2 separate regions of the Bombyx mori genome follow, and region 1 is linked to region 2. A link is a contact called in public Hi-C data. All regions are on one chromosome and are shown on one strand. Each heading gives the region's core, a stretch centred on a gene start, on an enhancer-like site or on the middle of the called end of the contact. The rest is flanking DNA. Distances are from core to core; before and after follow the strand shown. Region 1 holds the start of LOC101745243. Region 2 overlaps LOC101745243.

Evidence for each region. A called contact is a pair of places that touch in the nucleus more often than the background predicts.
Region 1: a Hi-C map of whole pupa shows a contact between it and region 2, with 2.4 times the contacts expected there. The contact joins the promoter of LOC101745243 here to the enhancer-like site in region 2. A contact is called at or near these places in 4 of 7 Hi-C or Micro-C datasets (midgut, an unstated tissue and whole pupa).

The regions. Positions count from the first base shown.
Region 1 is chr15:541,568-545,143 of ASM3026992v2, reverse strand. It overlaps LOC101745243, which reads left to right and starts at 1,834. Exons shown (of 13, transcript XM_038015819.2): 1 at 1,834-2,175. It overlaps LOC101740103 (pseudouridylate synthase TRUB2, mitochondrial), which reads right to left and starts at 384. Exons shown (of 5, transcript XM_004928652.5): 1 at 1-384. The coding sequence starts at 35.
Region 2 is chr15:471,674-475,692 of ASM3026992v2, reverse strand. All of the region lies in intron 2 of LOC101745243, which reads left to right. Among protein-coding and RNA genes, the nearest start is that of LOC101740236, 42 kb to the right of the region's middle. Within about 2 kb of position 2,227, at least 7 of the 8 cell types and tissues checked have open chromatin away from gene starts, as enhancers often do.

The DNA of each region.
Region 1 (3,576 bases), core at 585-3,084, 70 kb before region 2:
TTATACGCCAATGCTCCAGTACATAATTTCGCCATTTATCATGCCAGTTCCCAACAAAGTTCTCAGTTGAACAAAATAATCAAACTTCAAATTTTTCAAAACATCTTCGTTTTCGGTTTGATTTTTTCAATTGAACTGGTAAAGGGAGAGTAGCACACACAGCTTTCTCGATTTGAAAATTAAATAATTATGGGAGCATTTCGAGAACTTCATGTTGTTAAAACGTTCCATTATGACTTAATAATTTAAATATTGTCAGAAGACTGTTGAATACACGTTCTGTTAAATATACATCATTTTTTAAATTACACTGCATTACTATTTATTAGCAATATCTTCTTTATCATGAGACCAACAAACGTCGGTTTCTGGACACAGGGGTCCATTACAGATAACATCCACTGGATTCCCGCGACCTTTATGCCGGCCACTGACATTCGTACAATGTACGAATATTTGCGCGCATGTGAAGGGCCGTCAAACATTTATTCGCAAACCTAGCGGCGCGGCTGTGCAAATGGGTTCGCATACTCAATTTGCGAACCCGTTTGCGCTTCCTTCTACACTTGTTTACGAATGTCTCACGAATTTCTCCTCCTTTTTAATTCGTCAATAGAACATTGAAGAGAAAAAGAGTTTTTAATTCTTTCCCAGACATCATTAACAGCCATGCTGTTTTTATGGGATTTCTTTTGATGAAGATACGCTACACAGTAGACGTCCCGAACTATGAAAATGGCGTATAGTATACGTCCGTTACCTTCGCAATCGTCGGCGCAACTGGGCAAGCGAATGTGTGGGAGACTACGCGAAGGTTCGAGGTTCGCGCGCTTTGATGTCTGTTAAAAAACCGACACAGCTTGGAAAACCACGAATGCAGCGAAAACTTTGCATAATCATTCGCAAATGTCGTCCCACACTTGCGGGTTTGCGTATTCGTGAGCATGTGAGTGACCGGTGTTAGTATATTGTCGGATCACCTTCTGGGAGTCATAAAAAAGCTGTCACTCGGTGCGCGATCACCATTCACGCAAATACTTTTTTGTTTTAATTTTATTCTATTATGGAGTTTTTTTATGATTCGTCTGAAAATAGAGATTGCCTAATTAGTTGTATGTTTGACGATTTTTTTTCTATTTAAGCTGTTATTGTAACGTTCATGCCAGAGGGAGCTGTTGATAGCCGGAAACCAAGTGATTTTGGTGGAATACTGACAATGCCAGCACTAAACAAAAAAATGTGTGCGTGTACTAGTGTACACACGTAAGAAGTGAAACTTGTTTATGGCCTTATTTTTCGAAAAATGATCTACATGCAACTTTCTAGAAATTGGTTAAATAAAGTTAAATTAGATAAAGTTTAAACAAAAGGATTTTATTATCATAGACATGAATACAAAAAAGTTAAATTAGATAAAGTTTAAACAAAAGGATTTTATTATCATAGACATGAATACAAAACAGATGGCGCGTAACGGAAAAAAGTGACGCGTAACCGAAAAATGTGACGGTAAATTTTTTTCCAACGCCGATAAGGAAGTTTCACTTCAAAAATCCTAAGGCGTTCAAAACTAAACTTTTTCATTTTTTTGTTCAAACGTGGTTTCACAAGAATACTCGGAGGTATTCATTATGACGATGATGATGACTCGGAGGTAGGCATTGCTAACTTTTGTACATGACTACAATAAAAATTTTGAATACATAATTTTGGAGTATTTGTAAATGTGTATCTTAAACTTCGGGAGACAATTTTTTTTGTATTAATTTTACTCTTATTTTATTAAATACTAAGGCAGATGGTATAAGTACTAGCACTAAAGAACAGCTGACATACCTTGTTCTATGTATTGTTTCTTCAAATAATCTGTGATCATAAATGTCAATTGTCATTGTCACGTCGTCACGATTTACTCAACATGTCAGTTGTCTTTTAACTACCTAGACGGGAGCGGCGAGCAATGGCCGATTGAAAGTCTCGCCACCGTTGATATCACTCGACGGCATACGTGTTCCATTATTGTGTTCCAACAGGAATTAATTCTTCCCGTGTTTTATTATATACAGTAAGAGTTAAAAAATTTAATACGTTGTGGTTTTATGAATAGTGTAACAGTTTAATGTGTAGGTGTTCGTGAATTCGTCGGACTCTAGTTTCGTATGAAACCATTGAACTGTAAGTTGAATGATTGGATTATTTTTATTACTTGTTGATTTTGTAATTCAGTTTCGTCAGAAATTTTCTTTAGACGTTTTATGAGTATTGAACATGGTTTCCATTTTTTCAGTTTTATTTCGCCTGACCCTAATGTTTACTTCCAAACACAGCTTACATACATACGACTTATAGCAAGACACGCGCCTCATTAACTTTTGATTTACTTACTACATCTATTACGAAAAAAAAAGTAAATTTATAATTTATTCAATTTTCTAAATTTAAAAAAGAAATTGAACAAAACAAATAATTAAGGGACCATGTACTACATTTTTTTTAAAATCTAGCAACAATTATAATTATCACCTGTTAAATAATGTATGTTGTAAATATTCATGCTTTATCACTCCACACCAATTGTGCAATATCAGCAATATATATATTACTAAGCACTTATTGGGGTTATTAATATATAAACACACATTAATTTCACGGCACAAGAAGTAAACTGGTATATCAATAGAAATCTCATAGTAATTATTTTTGAATTTGGCATACTTTATGTATTCTTATAATTGTAAATAAAACAAATATTAGCTTAAATCATTGAACTTCATTAAATCTCTGATTCCTAAACACCTAATATCTTTTAATTGAGGAATAAAACAGTACATAAATTACTATTAACTATCTAAAAAATTTCTCTTAACAATTTTCTCATTAAGGGCACATTTAATGTGAAAATATATTTTTGGATTTTCGCATTAAATATGCACACAATATATTATAATGTATTGGATTAATTGCAGTGAAAACATTTCTCAAAACCCTAACAAAGTTACAAAGTGAGTGATGTTTCATTTAAATGATCATAAACATGTTTTGTATATAGTCTAAAATCAAATAATATTGTCAACTTGTTCACAAAAATTTTAGTGTGATGAATGGGTAGTTGCCAAGCATCAAGAAGCATTTATCCTTTTTGTTATTGGTGGACATTTATTTGCAGTTTATGACTTTTTTGGTATGAAAGAGAACATGAAGAGAATTGACAAGGGATTGTAAGATATTGCCACGTATAATCATCACACATAAGATATATCTCTGAAATATTAATGTATCAATTTGAAATAAATTCTGATGAAGTAGTCACAAAAATATTTCTTCTTTCTGATGGTATTTGTTAATAAGACAATAATGAATAAAATTATTGGATCCTTGATATGTGTAAAAGAAACGTAAGGTGCAAGATTCTATTATACAGATTGGTCGAGCTAAGGAAATTGTATTATAGTGTAGAAAAAAGAGTTATATAGGTGATGCAATTAGAAGTCTTCTTCTTTTTCTTCACCTTATTCCACTACTACTACTAGGGCTGGTGCAACTAATTTTTCTCTTGCATTCTATTCTATCAGCCTT
Region 2 (4,019 bases), core at 978-3,477:
CTACCCGTGCGGACTCACAACACGTCCTACTACCAATAAATAGTCGTTTGGGCTATTTTCATTTTCCGAAGTTTTCACGGATCTCAATAAAATGTGAGTCGTCAGAATTTTAAACACGTGCAATATTATTCGTGATGTGTTCTGTGTATACAGAGTATATAATGTGGAGCATTTAAATACGACTAAAACAACAGTTTTTATCTTGCAAAGGTATGTTTTTAATTAATTACGAAACGAATTTTAACTGTAAGCTATTTGTGGTGTAACGACATTCCGCTCTATTTATCGCTACTTAATAACTAACAAAAATCCAATGAACAGGCGATGCGGAGAAGGGAACAGGTTGTAAGTGCGTAATCAGAATTAATGATCAGAAATCACCTTACCGTGACAGAGTTATCACATGTTAAAGTGTTCAGATTTATTGTGCTTTTTTTTCCTACTAAAGTTGGTAACCTTGCCATGTATGCCAGCATAACCGAGTAAGTAGGTGAGCTCACGGGGCTCAAACCTGACGACGTTGCTAACACTAGCCCCAGTAAAAGCAGTACTTCGCAAAATCTACCACCGGATCGCAATCGCGACCTACTTAAACAATCCAGCGAGAAACTCAGTGGGATTATTATGCAACGTAGAACCTATGTCTATCATAGTTTCTATGAAAACATAAAAATTACGCATGAATAATCATTTTCTAAATTTGTCATGCATGTATTCAAAATTAGAGGTAGATAACGGTGTCCATTTAATTATTTTACGACAGACGTATTGTGAAATATCGATAAATATATACATATATAAATATTTTGTTATCATTGACTATTATAAAAATAAATTGAAACAACAAAAATGAATTCAGAAAAGTCGGTCAGAAGTAATTTATCGTAAGGTCACGTGCCGGAACCGTCCGCGGGCACGCACTTCCGTCATTTAATGTCCATCGCGACCGTTGTCCGCCTGTTGAGATAGTAGGTACTATAATATTAACAACGTTTTATTAAGGGAACGACAAAATCAATATATTTCTGTCGGCCAATGAACGACGAACGAACGCGCTTTTATTCATTTGCGTTCTTTTTATTGCCCTTGTGGGCAGACTAGCATTCGGTCCACCTAATGGTGAGTGTATACCGTCGCTCATGGACCTCAGCAATCCCAGGGGCAGAGCCAAGTCGCTGCCTACCGTTAAATCTTAACTAATTACTATCGGGTCGTCGCGTCTCTTTGCGAGGGCGCGGGACGGTGATTCCCTGCCTATTGAGGCAGGGGTGATGAGTTGCGGGATTGCGCTGATGTAGGTCTGAGCTGATGGTGGGTGGGATTCTTCTTCTTCTCTTCATTCTTCCTTCTTGTCTTCTTTCTTCTATTCTCTTCTCTTCGTTCTTCTTTTTCTTTAACTAACCTCAAGACATCCGATATTTATTCGGTCGGGCAGGTGCCTGAAACTCGTGCGAGGATTTCGCGCTTAGGGGGCGCGCGGGGTATGTGGGTCTTGATAGTCTGCCGATGTTGGGAACAAACCGCAGGCCCAAGGATGCTTAAGGCACTATCCACTAGACTACTCCCCTTACACTCTTTCACCCGACGTCTGATCTCCGCCCAGGCTTACAACCCGTGCAGAGTAAGGGGTTTCCCGCAGTCAATACTACAACCAGACTCGCGGCGCCACCCCGAGGACGCCCCACCGACTGGTCGCCGAAGCGATTGGTGACGACCAACAACGCTGGTCTCCGCGTTACCGCGACCCATCAGGCCGCCCGGGCGGTGACGCTGGCGTTCCGGGATACCCTGTTGGGTCAGAACCAACCAGCCTACCGCCGGGTCGACACGCAAACGCATCAATGACTAAGCCGCTATCTGATTATTTCGATAGTTTTAGTGACACAAAACGTAGTCCGGTCAGTGCGTTTAAGGGTCCGATATTCAGGAGCACAACCTACAGTATAGTACAGTCGCACTTGCAAACCGGATTCACTCGGCTGCTCGTGTATATGGTATTAATTCACTAGCCCGCGTCGGACTCTCTTGAACATTCTTAACAAAAAAATATTGTTTTCTTCGCTATAAAAAACGAGTTTTGCGTCTTGTATGGCGGCCGGTATATAATACCGTAATGTGAATGACGCTATCCAATAGGAGACCTGAGAACAGTCTCAGTTGCGACTCGCCATCCTATGCTTCAAGTCTGAGTGTATCGTAGCTGAAATAAGCTTAACCGTGGTATAGGCAGCAAGTCTTGCGCTATTTACACAGTACTCAATCCAAACCTTAGTTACTGTCACGACCATCCTGCCTGTATCATGCTTCGGTTTGAATGGTGAAATAGCCGATAAACAGTAAGTACGACGGAGATTTCTCGTTTCAAGTTGGGTAGCACGATTACGTTGTCGTGGACATACGGAAGCTATTTAAAACCAGGCGGGTCGTGGTTGTATATATAGTGGTCACCTCACCATATAGTGAAGGCAAAAAAATTAAAGGACCTAAACTAATTCGTCGGTAGGTACCTGTGATTTAACTACACAAAGATTCTATTATTCCTTTGCCGTTACCAGATTGTATACTGGTGGATTTGGTATAAGACAACTTGGAAAATTTTACATAGGTATCCCAGGATCGAATTAGAGATCTCGTGCCGGACGGTTTTGCCCGTGTCAGAGCACGAACACTTTGTTGGGGTTGATTGTTCTGTTGACACAACTCTTGAAGTCCACCCAAGTGATCCATGTAGGCTGCAGTGACTTTGTATTGCAGTAGATTGGATTTCATATCCACCTGTAAATACAAAATACAAACAAACATATTAGATCGATAAACTTTCGAGAACATCTCACGACATGTCTTCCTCGTACATAATATATTAATTGGGTTACGCAGATGGGCTGATAACAATGTCAATGGATTCAATCATCGACATAAATTACTTGTTATAGAAATCTAGAACTTACTTTCGTAAAATGTGTAGTTTAAAAATTAAAAAGAACACGCTTAGTTATGTAGCAAACCGAAGTAATTTTTTTATCTTATTGATTCTGGATTAGAGCGAAGTTATAAAATTATTTTGTCGCCATCGGTCGTTGAGGCGTATGCAAATTTCCAGGTTGATCGGAGGTCTTGAAGTCCATTCCGTTACATAAAAGCAAACATGCGTAACATGCTAACAAAAGCGTGTAAAAAGATCTAATGGCTTTTATCTCCGATAATATATTATTAGTCCATAATGGTTGCTTTTTTTATTGTTTAGATGGGTGGATGAAAAAAATATGTAAATATAAAAGCGATAGTGTTTGTTTATTTGTTCACGTCTTAACCACTCAACCGATCGTCATGATATTTTGCGTACACATTATCAGAAGTACAAAATAAAACATAGGGCGTCTTTTACCCGGAAAAGAGTATCATAACCGAGGGATAGTTTTTTTTTTAAATTAACGAGTGTAGTCGCTAGAAAAATTTAGTTAAAACTTGTACACACTGTAATAAGTGAATGAAAGCGCCTTTCACATCGCCATGTCCAAATAATTAAATTAAACTAGAGGTCCCGCAGTAGTCGAAATTCGACAATAATTAATTGGAATTGTAAGTTTGTACACTATTATGATTGTATTTTATACTTCTATAATCACAAATTTCGCCAAGACTACAGTTTAAAAAACATTAACAAAGACAAACAAAATTTAATCGCAATTTGACCACAGACGTCAAGAACAAAAGTTTGACAATAAATACTATGCATGCGTGTGTGCGTCTAATAAACGGTATGTAGTGTGTGTAATGTTTTTTTTATTGATTTAATGTATCTTTTATGCATTTTTAAAAAAAAAATTAGCATTGTGCACTTCTTCTCTATATTCTCTATAAGTGTGGAAAATTTCATACTCCTCCGTCGAAAGGAATACAAAGTTTTTGCTTCACGTATTAATATATAGATAGTTTACAAAAAATATAATTTGTGTTTCGTTGACTGAACACACGCGTGATATAAATAAATACACACGACAACGCCGCGCCGCCGACGG